2 separate regions of the Mus musculus genome follow, and region 2 is linked to region 1. The links are chromatin contacts, called in public Micro-C maps. All regions are on one chromosome and are shown on one strand. The core of a region is the stretch at or near the end of the contact, and the rest is flanking DNA. Distances in the headings are between cores, read along the strand shown. Region 1 has its middle 46 kb from the start of Pawr. Region 2 overlaps Syt1 (synaptotagmin I).

Evidence for each region. Hi-C and Micro-C count contacts between places; a contact is called where the count stands out from the background.
Region 2: a contact with region 1 is called in a Micro-C map of trophoblast stem cells, with 5 times the contacts expected there. The contact joins two enhancer-like sites. A contact is called at or near these places in 1 of 15 datasets of contacts at CTCF or cohesin (embryonic stem cells), 39 of 484 Hi-C or Micro-C datasets (the AML12 cell line, the C2C12 cell line, the HL-1 cell line and 20 more), 16 of 115 datasets of contacts at active chromatin or transcription factors (differentiating embryonic stem cells, embryonic stem cells, epiblast stem cells and 5 more) and 3 of 9 other capture datasets (adipose tissue, embryonic stem cells and embryonic tail).

What each region holds. Positions count from the first base shown.
Region 1 is chr10:108,283,600-108,289,277 of GRCm38.p6, reverse strand. No RefSeq gene overlaps it. Among named protein-coding and RNA genes, the nearest start is that of Pawr, 46 kb to the left of the region's middle. Within about 2 kb of position 2,412, at least 18 of the 459 cell types and tissues checked have an H3K27ac peak or open chromatin away from gene starts, as enhancers often do. A contact at or near this core is called in epiblasts, epiblast stem cells, extraembryonic ectoderm and 2 more, where this site is marked.
Region 2 is chr10:108,527,971-108,533,648 of GRCm38.p6, reverse strand. All of the region lies in intron 9 of Syt1 (synaptotagmin I), which reads left to right. Among named protein-coding and RNA genes, the nearest start is that of Gm36601, 75 kb to the right of the region's middle. Within about 2 kb of position 2,323, at least 48 of the 459 cell types and tissues checked have an H3K27ac peak or open chromatin away from gene starts, as enhancers often do. A contact at or near this core is called in epiblasts, epiblast stem cells, extraembryonic ectoderm and 2 more, where this site is marked.

The DNA.
Region 1 (5,678 bases), core at 1,163-3,662:
CAAAAAAACCTCCACGTTCATGAAGGATCCTCGCCTCGAGCGCTTCTCTTGTATTTTGACTTTAGAGTAACAAAAGCTGTGTGCTATATTTTATTTGAAATACTGAGGTTTTACTTTCCCATTTAACCACATAGTTTGTCAGAATTTATTTCTGCTTGTAAAATAATTCCGATAAGGGTCAGTAATGTTATTATTTCCCTTAGGTAATCCAAAGCCCTCAATCCTTTCTTTTTCCCCCCTCTATCGACTTCTGATGTTATATCCGTGCTTAGGTTCCTGGAAAAGTCTGGGTCCACCTTGGAGTCCTCTATCATTTACATAGTTTTCTAAATGGGGTGAATTCAAAATTTCTTTAAATAATCTTATTTTTAGATGTCTTGGCTGTATGTTTGTATGTGCAGCACATGCATGCAGTGTCTATGGAGACCAGAAGAGGACACTGATCCCCTGGGACTAGAGATGGGGTTGAGTGTCCATGTTGGTGCTGGGAATTGAACCTGTATCCTATGGAAGAGCAGCCAGTATTCTTAACCACTGAGCCATCACTCCTGCCTCAAAATTGCTCTAAGCACTATGATTTTGCAATTGTCAGCGTGAAGTTCTTAGGAGAAGACTTCACAGTATTATTCAAAACTGTTTTGAATAACTAAAGCAGTTAAGAAAAGTCTTGGCACTCTGCTCATGCATATATACTTTTTATCATAGAACTGAAATTCTTTACTTTGAGCTATAATATAGTCCCTGAATCTCATATATATATATATGTGTGTGTGTGTGTGTGTATGTATGTATGTATATATATATATACACATATATATGTATGTATGTATGTATATATGTACATATGTACATATACATGTATATACATATATTTAAAAAACTTTATTATTCTTCTTTATGGGTTCCTCCTCTTTCTGCTACCTAACATTTGAATCTCCTCTTTCCAAGATCTCAATCAGTCTTGGTCTCAAAATCTTTTACACACACACACACACACACACACACACACACAAATCAAACTCCCAATTTAAATCTCCAGTTTGGGACTGGAGAGATGGCTCTGCAGTTAAGAGCAATGACTGCTCTTCCAGAGGTCCAGAATTATTCAATTCCCAGCAACCACATGGTGGCTCACAGCCATCTGTAGTGGGATAAGCTGTCCTTTTCTGGTGTGTCTGAAGACAGTGACAGAGTAGTGTACTCACATATATGAAATAAATAAATAAACAAATAAATAAATAAAATTTAAAAAAATCTCCAGTTTGGGTTTGTATTGAACTCAGCATAAGGGTTTTGGTGTTTAATAAATTCAGCATTAACATGTTCAAAGCTTCCTGATTAAACTTGTTAAGTCTGTCTTAACAAATATGGTGAGCACACTTGAAGGGTTAAATCAGAGTGATTGGGTTTCTTTTCAACTATGCTCATACTAGCCATTCTTTGCCTGTTCCCTTTCCTGACTATAGCCTCCTCCTTTTGGGAGTTCATCGTTTTATTTGGATTTTCTGCTACTACCAAGCACAGAACTTCAATCCACTCTTGCTCAGAGTAGTGTGTTGACCAAGCTGTACACAGTTCCAAGAGATAACAAAACAAAGCCTGCCTCTGCCTCTCAAGTGCTGGGACTACAGGCGTGCGCCACCACACCGGGCTGATTTTTTTTTTTTTTTTTCATTAACTATATGAAGTGAGGAAGACCACCTGCAATGAGAGAATGAGGTCACTGAACAGAGAAGGGGGTGAAAGGCAGAGGTGACAGTCAGCAGATGGGATTTTGACCAAGGACAGAATGAATCTGAGTGTCCCAGCCACCCCTATCCCTGAAGCTTCACCTATAACTAACTTTACCATGTAATCTATATTATTATTTACTCCATAAGGTTGGTTCCTTCTATAGGAACCCACTGGAGTTGAGGGGATTAGCTGCACTGTGAGTTAATGAAGAAGGACCTTGAACTTCTCCAACCACATTCCAGAGACCAAGGTCTAGATCACTATTGTTTTGCAAATGAGGGAACGGATCCACCCTCAGCAGCTGGAGATGCCCTTTGCGCCTTCCGAATCACAGCCATTGACAATTTTTTCCCCTCCCTAATTCTTAGTTCCATTTCTAAGGATATAGATTTGAAACCTAAGGCCAGCAGGTCTTACATTTTAGCTTGCAATATGATCCTCTGGGAGTCTTGTTGAAGACTGTTAAGCTGTCTTTGTCTTTGGACCTGACAATGTGGATTCCTGACAAATTCCTACATAAAGCCGCTACTGTAGGTCTCCGGTGGGCATTTAGAGAACTAGCAGGTTCATATGCTAATAGGACCTATTTAAATATTTTGCATAAATATCTACACTAACCGGCATTGAAGAGAAAGGAAGATTGATCTCTCGGGTAGGGCAGTGACCCAAGGCAGCAGTTCTGAGAATGTCCTTGCTGGAGGCCAGGTACGCAACAATAGAGTTCCTCGTTATCACATCCCTTTGTCTGGAAGGCGTGACCAAAACTGAAAGGCTCCTGGTCCAGATAACAGGAATAATCAATTTACCTTCCTCCCCAATTTCTGCCATAAGACAGAACCCCTTAGCCTAGAGCCCAATCAATGGCGCCCAATCCCTGGAGACCAGCTCCTGCCATACTGGAGGAACATAGTCATCTCTCTCTTAAGGTCCCAGCTATGAATCTATAAATTAAAAACTGCCTTTCTGTTGTCGGTGGATCTCATTCTTTAAATTTTTGAGGAGACAAACCCCTCAAAGCCACTGATCAGAGTCCTTTTCCTGGCAGTTGAGTTTTTCCAGAAACATAACCCCACCCTCAACCATGGGCTAAGCTCAGCAATCCTAGTGAATCCTGTCACAAACCATGGCCGAGAAGAGGAATATTCTAGATGCAGACGAGAATCTACAGTGTGCTGTTCCCCAGTGTGATGCTCTTTACACAATTCAGGAAGCCTGAATCTCACCAGAAAGAAAGGGAGTTATTACAAATAAATCATTTCTCAATGCTTAATTTGCATATGGCCTTGATTTTAGGTTACTACCTCCCACATTGGGGGTCCTAAGATATTTCTTTTAGAGAAAACCTTCTCTCAGAGATACAAGACTGGCTACCGTTTGAGACATCAAATGTATGGGACAGCTGTCCAGCTGCCTATCTGTCCCAAAGGAAAAGACTTTGCATTTGTCTGCAGCAGTTCTTTACACTATCAGGGGCTACAGGATGTGATAGGATTGAATGCATGATGCTTAAACTATTGCCAATGACTGTCAACATTTAATATCTATATTACAGATCTTTTCTGGCGATTAACACTGCGCATCTACACCTTGTAACTGACTTTACTTTGGGACTCTCCATTCCTTTGGAGAAGAGACAAGTGACATCAGCATACAGTACACTTTAAACTAAGATCTCCGGAATAGCAGCATCCCCACCACCCAAGAATTTGATGGAAATACAAAGTCCACATCTGGGTTCCAATTGTCTGGGCAAGTTCGGTAGGAGCTCAAGAGAAAGCGCTTCTGCTAGGAGAAGGGCTAAGCTCTTGGGTGAAGATGGTGACCACACACACACACACACACACACACACACACACACACACACACACACACAGACAGACAGTGCTATCATCTTGGTTGGAACTGTGTCATACACACTTGGAAGCACACTGTTATCATCCAGCTTTTCAGAGCAGGAATAAGACATGATCTGAACATAGCTGATACAAAAATGCCCACAAGCAGCTAAGAAAATGGGTCAGTGGGTAAGAGCACGTATCACGCAAGCAAAACCTGAGTTTGGATCTCCGGTTCCCACGTAAAAAGCTGAACGTGCCTGTAACCCTAGCACTGGGCTAAACAGTGAGTGACAACTGTCTCAAAGCAGTAAGGGGGAGTCACAGAGGAAGACACTCACTTGATGTCCTGGCCCGGCCTCTGTATGTGCACATGCATGCACCGCACATATAAATCCACACAAAAAATAAAGCCCATGTAAAGTAGATTAATAAATCAATGAGAAGAGCTGCAAGACCTGGTAAGCTTCTTTTCTCCCTCTAATAATCAAGTTCTTCAGTCTTTGTAGTAGTGCTGGAGGCGTGCCCAGGGCCTCACACATGCCACTGGACAATGGCCCTAGCTTCTAATTTCTGATTGGCTGTTAGGATCGCTGAATTAAGTACCTACTAAGAGGCTTCCACTAGGTTTTCCTAGAAAATTACTCCTACCAACTCGCAACTCAACAATCTTATTAAAAACATCTTTACCTTTATATATTAATATATTTATATAATACATGTTATATATCTTTACATTATATATATTTACATATGGGCAGTGATGGCACACACCTTTAATTCCAGCACTTGGAAGGCAGAGGCAGGTGGATCTGAGTTCAAGGCCAGCCTGGTCTAGAGTGAACTCTGGTACAGCCAGAGCTACACAGAGAAACCTTGTCTTGAAAAAAGCCAAACCAAACCAAGCTAGCAAGCAAGCAAGCAAGCAAGCAAGCAAGCAAGCAAGCAAGCAACCTCCCCCATTGGCAAATTCACAAATCCTTAGGAAAATGTGAAGGCTTTCTGAGGAAACAGGCATGGCTGCAGGGTAAGCACAGCCTACTACGTAGTCCGTGTCTGGGTGGGAAGCTGCTATCCATTCTTACTGCCTCTCTGAGTGCAATGATTACTCCTCTGAGATAGATCACGAGTCTTACTGAAGGCAACCCCAACCACCAGCTCATCTTAACGCCTTAGTTTGTGATTTCTCTGCTGGAAATGGCTTTTCTCCCTGAAACTGGAACAGTTTAATTTGAATTAAATTCCTTGCAGTTTTAATTCTAGTTATATTCGCGGCAAGGCTCTTCTCTACTTTCCCCATCAATTACAAAACCTCTTATTGGGCCGTTTACTTCTGAAGTTAACCATACTTCTAAAACACCATGTGCTTCTCGATCTTCCTGTTTCCCATTTAGCCTTGGATGTATCCTCATCACACAGGCGAGTGCTTGGCCTGTAAGTAGTAACAAGAGATTATTGAATGGCTGAAACAAAGTCTGCAGGGCACACTTATTTTTATGTATGCCTTGCAGTTTGGGTGACAGAATCTGGGGTGTTGTACGTGCTAGGCCGGCATTCTACTATTGAGTTATACTCCCAGCTGGCAGTTTTAATTGAACAGCTTGTTTCATATACATTTAACATCATTTTTCAAACTCTAGATGCCACTGCAGAGGGTGTATAGCTCAGGGACAAAGCATTTAGTGCATGGGAAGTCCTTGATCGGCTCACGAATGCACAGACATCCACACAGGCCAGCCAAGATTTTTTTTCTCCCACAAAACATACATAACTGAATTATTTAGCTTCACTATTTCCTTAGAACATTTTGTCACCACCCTGTGTGTTTGTGCTTCTGGTTTTTCTTCCACCATGGGACCAGGGATCAAACTAAGCCACTTCCTTCTTAAAAGATCTAATCAAGGGACTATGCTAAATATTGACATTCAAGTCCTAGAAAAAAAATAGTGAAACCACCTTAAAAAAAATGTCAATGGTATGGAACATAGAAAACTACTAAACTATCATTTCCTCCTACCCCTTTCTGCTCTTGGCCTCAGTAAAGCAATGACCAGGTATCAGACAGTGCAGGGTAAGAATGAGGTGGGCGGGACTCAGGGTCCAGACAAT
Region 2 (5,678 bases), core at 1,074-3,573, 240 kb before region 1:
TTCTGTAGTTCTGGGACTACAGGTGTGTGCTGCTACAAGAGGCGGAGGAAGGTGGATCTCTGAGTGAGACCAGCCCTAGTCTCCACAGAGTGAGTTCCAAGACAGCCAGGGCTCCTGTCTGAAAACAACAACAAAAGACATGACTTAGTTTTAACATCTTTTTCACTCGGTGAGTTCCTCAGTTACCTTCCTTATAAAGTAATTCTCTGATCAAGGAATTATGGGCTAGGCAGGGGGGTGGGTTGGGTTGGGTTGGTTTGGCTTGGTTTGGTTGGTGACAGGGCCTAACTGTATACTCCAGGCTGTCCTGGAACTCACTGCTCAAGCAGGACTCGAACTCATGATAATATCTCGTTTCAAGTACTGGGACTTCAGGCTTGCAGCCACCACACCTGCTTAGTAAGTGTGTGCTCGGGCTTTGAAATGTCAAATTCTCCCTCTGGAAGGGAGCAGTTTGGCCGCTCTCCATCTGAGTCTACAGCTCCGCCCAATGAGCACTGTGACACTTTATAAAGTCTTTGCCAATTCGGTAGACCAAAGTCCGAATCTCATTTCCCGTATGTCTTTGATCACGGTTGGTGTCAAGCATCCCCCCCACCTTTGCATTTAACCGCTTTTGTTGTTATAAAAAGATGTAATAAGAGAGAAAGAGTGTACAGAGGCTCAAACTTGGAAATATTAGCTCAAGCCTGAAAGAGACACATCTCTGGTTCTCTAGATAAGCTGCGAATGTGAACACATGAATGGCAGCATAAAAGAGAGGCATCCCTTGCCTTCAGGAGGCAGCCAAGAAGTGTGCCACTTGGCCACTGCATAAAGAACCACTCTACCTTTTACTCCATTGTCTATGAAGCCACCACAATCTTGGCATATGCTGCTGAGCTTGAAGGACACTGGTTTGTGCATGATTTATAGAGGTTCTCCCACCGCAGTTAGCTCCCTGGAGACGACTGTCAAATTCTCATTTCATCAGAAGAGCAGGTAAAAAATATTCCAATAGGCCTGACTTTAATTCACTTAATGAGTAAACCAGCAGCTCTGTCAGCTCAACTGCCTTTCACGCCTAATAGGATATTTCCCCTCCGATGTATAAGAGCTGAAAACAACTCTGTGCCTTTAACTATCTGGGGATGTGTCATGTTTCACTACATTTGAAACCAAGGTGACGTACATGAAGTAGCCAGATCACAACATGCCAGTCAAGTATCGTCTCCCAACGCTTGCTAGGTAAAGAATTTCAAGTACCTCGGCTCACGCGCTCTGTAAATGAGACTCATCTATTTCCCTGCTTCTAAATAAAATATTCTGCAGGCGCTATTTCTTTGCAGCTTCTTTGATTCATTTCTTGAACCCAAGAGCTAAGTAGTAAATCGAGATGTAATCGAGATAGATAGTTTGAGTACTTTAAGATAAGTCCCAGTTAGACAATAAGGGCAAAAATGTAGGTAATGGCAGAAAAAAAGAAAAAAAAAAAAAAAAAACCTGGCACACATACAAAACTAGGAAAAGCAAAAGAAACATCATCTCGTACTTGAAAATACAAAAGTTAAAATATTGACGCACACTGACCTGTTTCTCTGTAAATCAAATAATTCTTTTTCCATATACATAATAAAGCAAATATGCATTTTTTTTTGTTTGTTTCTAACGTAGGCTGGGATGTTTACACTGAGTCATAGTAGGCCCCACTGAAAATTTAGTAGGCAAGAGCACAGAATAATCCCATAGGTTTCTGAGACATCTATGGCATCTGCCCCACCTCCAAATGTCCTGCTGGAATCTACTTTACTTCTCTATGGGAGAAGCTACTTGGAGTCAAACACCATTAAATCAACATGCAAAGGAGGGAGAAACCGAATGTGGCTAATTGCATCTTGAGCCACGGTTGGTACAAATAGTTGTGGTAGGAGAATGGCTGAGCATGCCAGGGACACAAGTAATTTAGAGCAGGAGGAGTACAACTGTGTATGAGGACGAGGCAGCAGATGGAAGGGAGAGAGTGTGTGTGTGTGTGAGTGTGTGTGTGTGTGTGTGTGTGTGTGTGTGTGTGTGTGTGTATGTGTGTGTGTGTGTGTGTGTGTACACGTGTGTGTATGTGAAGGGGGTGTGCACACACGTGTGAACACTGGCAGGGTGAGAATGCACATGGATCCTTATTTGTCTCACTATTTAAAGTTGGGGCTTTGTCTTGAAGCCTGGATCTCCCAGGAGAGTCCTGCTGTTTCTCTGGAATGTCGGGATCTAGCAATTGTCCCTCCTCCTCCTCCTTTAGTGCGGAGGAAGTCCTACACCCATAATCTCCCCTTAGGAGATTAAAACATCATGCCTATCAGCAGATCTCCAGGGTAACAGAGGGAGTGCTGAGATAAGGCCAGGTAGAATGTTAGCTAACCATGAAAGGAATGCAAGACACAAGCGTAGACACAGGGCAGAGCCACAGCAAAGGTAAGCTATCCAGTATGGAAGAATGGAAAGGAGGCAGAGAGCCCTGGGGACTTCACGAATCATAGAGACTTCTGAAAGAAGGTTGTCCCTGCCATCCCAAAGGCATAAACTTCAGAATCCACAAAGTTAAGTACTGTGTCCCCTAGCAAGGACACAGTGGTGGGCCACATAGGCAAACATCTGGCCTCATCAATGACTACAGGGCCATTTTTTTTTCCGGTTCTTATTTAGGGTACCAACAGACTAGGATAATTGCCCCCTCTAAAGGCTTTTCACTTTGTTTCTGTATTTATATACAATCATTCACTTATTTATTTCAAATTCACTTTTACTTTCTAACAATAATATGTGTTCTTAGAAAAGGAGTAACAGGCTTGCCAAGGCTTTCCACATCCATAGCCAGCCCTATTATCAGAGATAATTACTGCTACACTGTCTCATGTATGTCCTTTCAGAAATTATGTATATGTATACATATGTATGTATATATGTTGTACACACACACATATACCCTATGGGAATATTCTGTGCTCTTGCCTACTAAATTTTTAGTGGGGCCTACTAAATTTTTAGTGGGGCCTACTATAATTCACTGTAAACACCTCAGCCTACATTAGAAACAAAAATGCATATACATCTTCCTTATGTGTATGGAAAAGAAATCGAATATATGTTTTATATACATATATATTACATATAGTATGTATAAATATTATCATACTCTTTTACTTGTTTCATGAATCTGTGTTCGAGTGATGTCTCTCTGATGTTGATGTGTGATGGTGCTAACATGGAGATGTTGCAAGGCAAAATTTTATTTTTACGGCAGGGCCAGATTTATATTCTCCCTTGGCAGGAAAATGAAGTGGCCCAAACCAGAAAGAAAAAGAACTTCTTATAGCAAACAAGCTAGTGACTTAAAAAAAGAAATGGAACTTTTCAGTTATTTTTATGATCTTGGGAAAGGTACATCTTATGGGCCTATGGTCAGACATTTAACATACCTTGAAACTATTTATGGTCAGTCAATTCTCAGAACAATGGAAACAATTTACAATGTGTAATTCACAAGACTATTAAGGAAGAACAAATCGAAAAAGAAACCAAGGTGACCTCTAGCTAAGGACATGATCAAAGTTTAACCTTGTTTAACTAAAGAGGAAAATGAAGTCAGCTGTCCCATAACAGCAAGAGGGATGGACTAAGGGCAGTTTGGTTGGAGGAACTTTGAGGTGCTGTTGGAAGGTACTTTTATAAAATAAAGTAACAGGCCGGGTAGTCCCACATGTCTTTGATCCCAGCATTCAGGAGACAGGCAGATCTCTGTGAGTTCAAGTCTAGGGTGAGGCACAGAGAGAGTGCCAGACACGAGAGAGCCACAGAGAAACCCAGACTTGAAAAACACAAACAAAATAACAAGTCAAGTGAAAATAATAAGATAAAACTGTCCACATCGGCGAAAAGAGGATGCTGGGCTGTACAGAAAAGAAGCACTTCCCTAAGTAGAGGCCCCACGTCAGTCCAGTGTTTTCTCACCTGAGCATGTTGGATAACTACACATACTCAGCTTCCTACTAGTCTTTGTGTGAGTTCAAGTTCACAAGAGTGCTTTCAGTCATTCACCAATATATAGATTAAATGTATGGGGCTTGGTCTTCAAAAACACTACTATTTTCAGTCTCTTTATGCACAAGAACTTTTTACAAATGCCCTGTAAATGGACACACCAAATAGAAGAGAATGTGAACTCCCAGTGTTGCCACACCGCTGTACCAAAACACGGTTCCAATTCATAATCACTGAGAAAGCAACTTTTGTCTCAGGATTTCCTGGTAGGAAGCACTGAGTTGCGCTGCCACCGACCCAGCCCTGCTGGCTTGGGTTGTAGAGTCAACCCTCTACCCCTTTGCAGCCAGAATTATAGTCACGTGGATACACTCAGCTTTCTCTGAGCTTCTCTGTTGAGCAGTTTGCACCAGTAGTGCAGCCTGACGGTGGCGTGGCGTGGCGTGGCGTGGCGTGGCGTGGCGTGGCGTGGCGTGGCGTGGCGTGGCGTGGCGTGGCGTGGCGTGGCGTGGCATAGTCCCGTCCACACTGAGCATGCATCATGTTTAGCTTTCTGACCGCCATCAGAACGTTCCATTTCTAAATCTAAGGAAAAGTCAAGTACAGAGGAAGGGAGTGGGAAGGCAGGCTTAGGGTTGTCGGGGAGGGCATCAGAAAGGACCAAGGCAGAGAGACGAATGAGGACACTAAGCAGGGAGCTGTGGGACAAACACGCATTCAGGTCTGAAGGAATAACATCCTGAAGGAAGGACAGAGAGTACTAGAGCCGTGGTTCTCAACTTTCCCAATACTGCGACCCTTTAATACAGTTCCTCACGTTGTGGTGACCCCCAGCCATAAAATTATTTCTGTTGCTATTTCGAAACTGTAACTTTGCTTCTGAGAGAGAGAGAGAGAGAGAGAGAGAGAGTGATGTAAATATCTGGGTATTCTGATGATCTTGGCCAATTGCTATGTGACCCAAAGGGGTCCCAACCCACAGGTCAGGAATAACTGACCTAGGGGTAGAGCTGCTAGCAGGGCTGGGAGGAAAGGCACGAAGTTTACCCTTGGCTGCTTTTGTCTGGTGCTCAAATGCTTCTCAGAAACGCATCTGCGATCTTCACCCACGCTCAGCTACTACGCCTGTGCCTTCCCGTGCATAATTTGCTGTTGATTAAAATCTAAGCATGGAATGGAAGTTACTGGAGTTTATCATTTCCTTACTAAAAGAATGGATAAAATAGAACTAGATAAGCCTATATTTCAAACCACAAACTGGGAAATGCCTTTCTGTTTTTAAAGAAAAGTAGCCCGGGACTCAAATTCTATTACACAGGCTCTTCGATCAGGTACAAGGAATGTGCTTTGGAAATGATGAGAGCTTCAAAGAAATATTTTTTAAAAGTTAGATTATTTGGGGGAGGGGACATAGAGAAAAACAATGTTTGAAATCCTATGCAATTGTAAATTGGAAAAAAATACAAGATTCCTGATATGTAAATGGGTGCTATTTTTGTGCCTGAGTCCCCTATGATACCCAACATACATATACATACACACACACACACACACATACACACGTACTTTTAAAAGTATAATACAAACTTTTAACCCCAGTTCTCAGAAGGCAGAGGCAGGTAGCTTTCTCTGATGATCAAACCAGCCTGGTTTACATAGGAAATTCC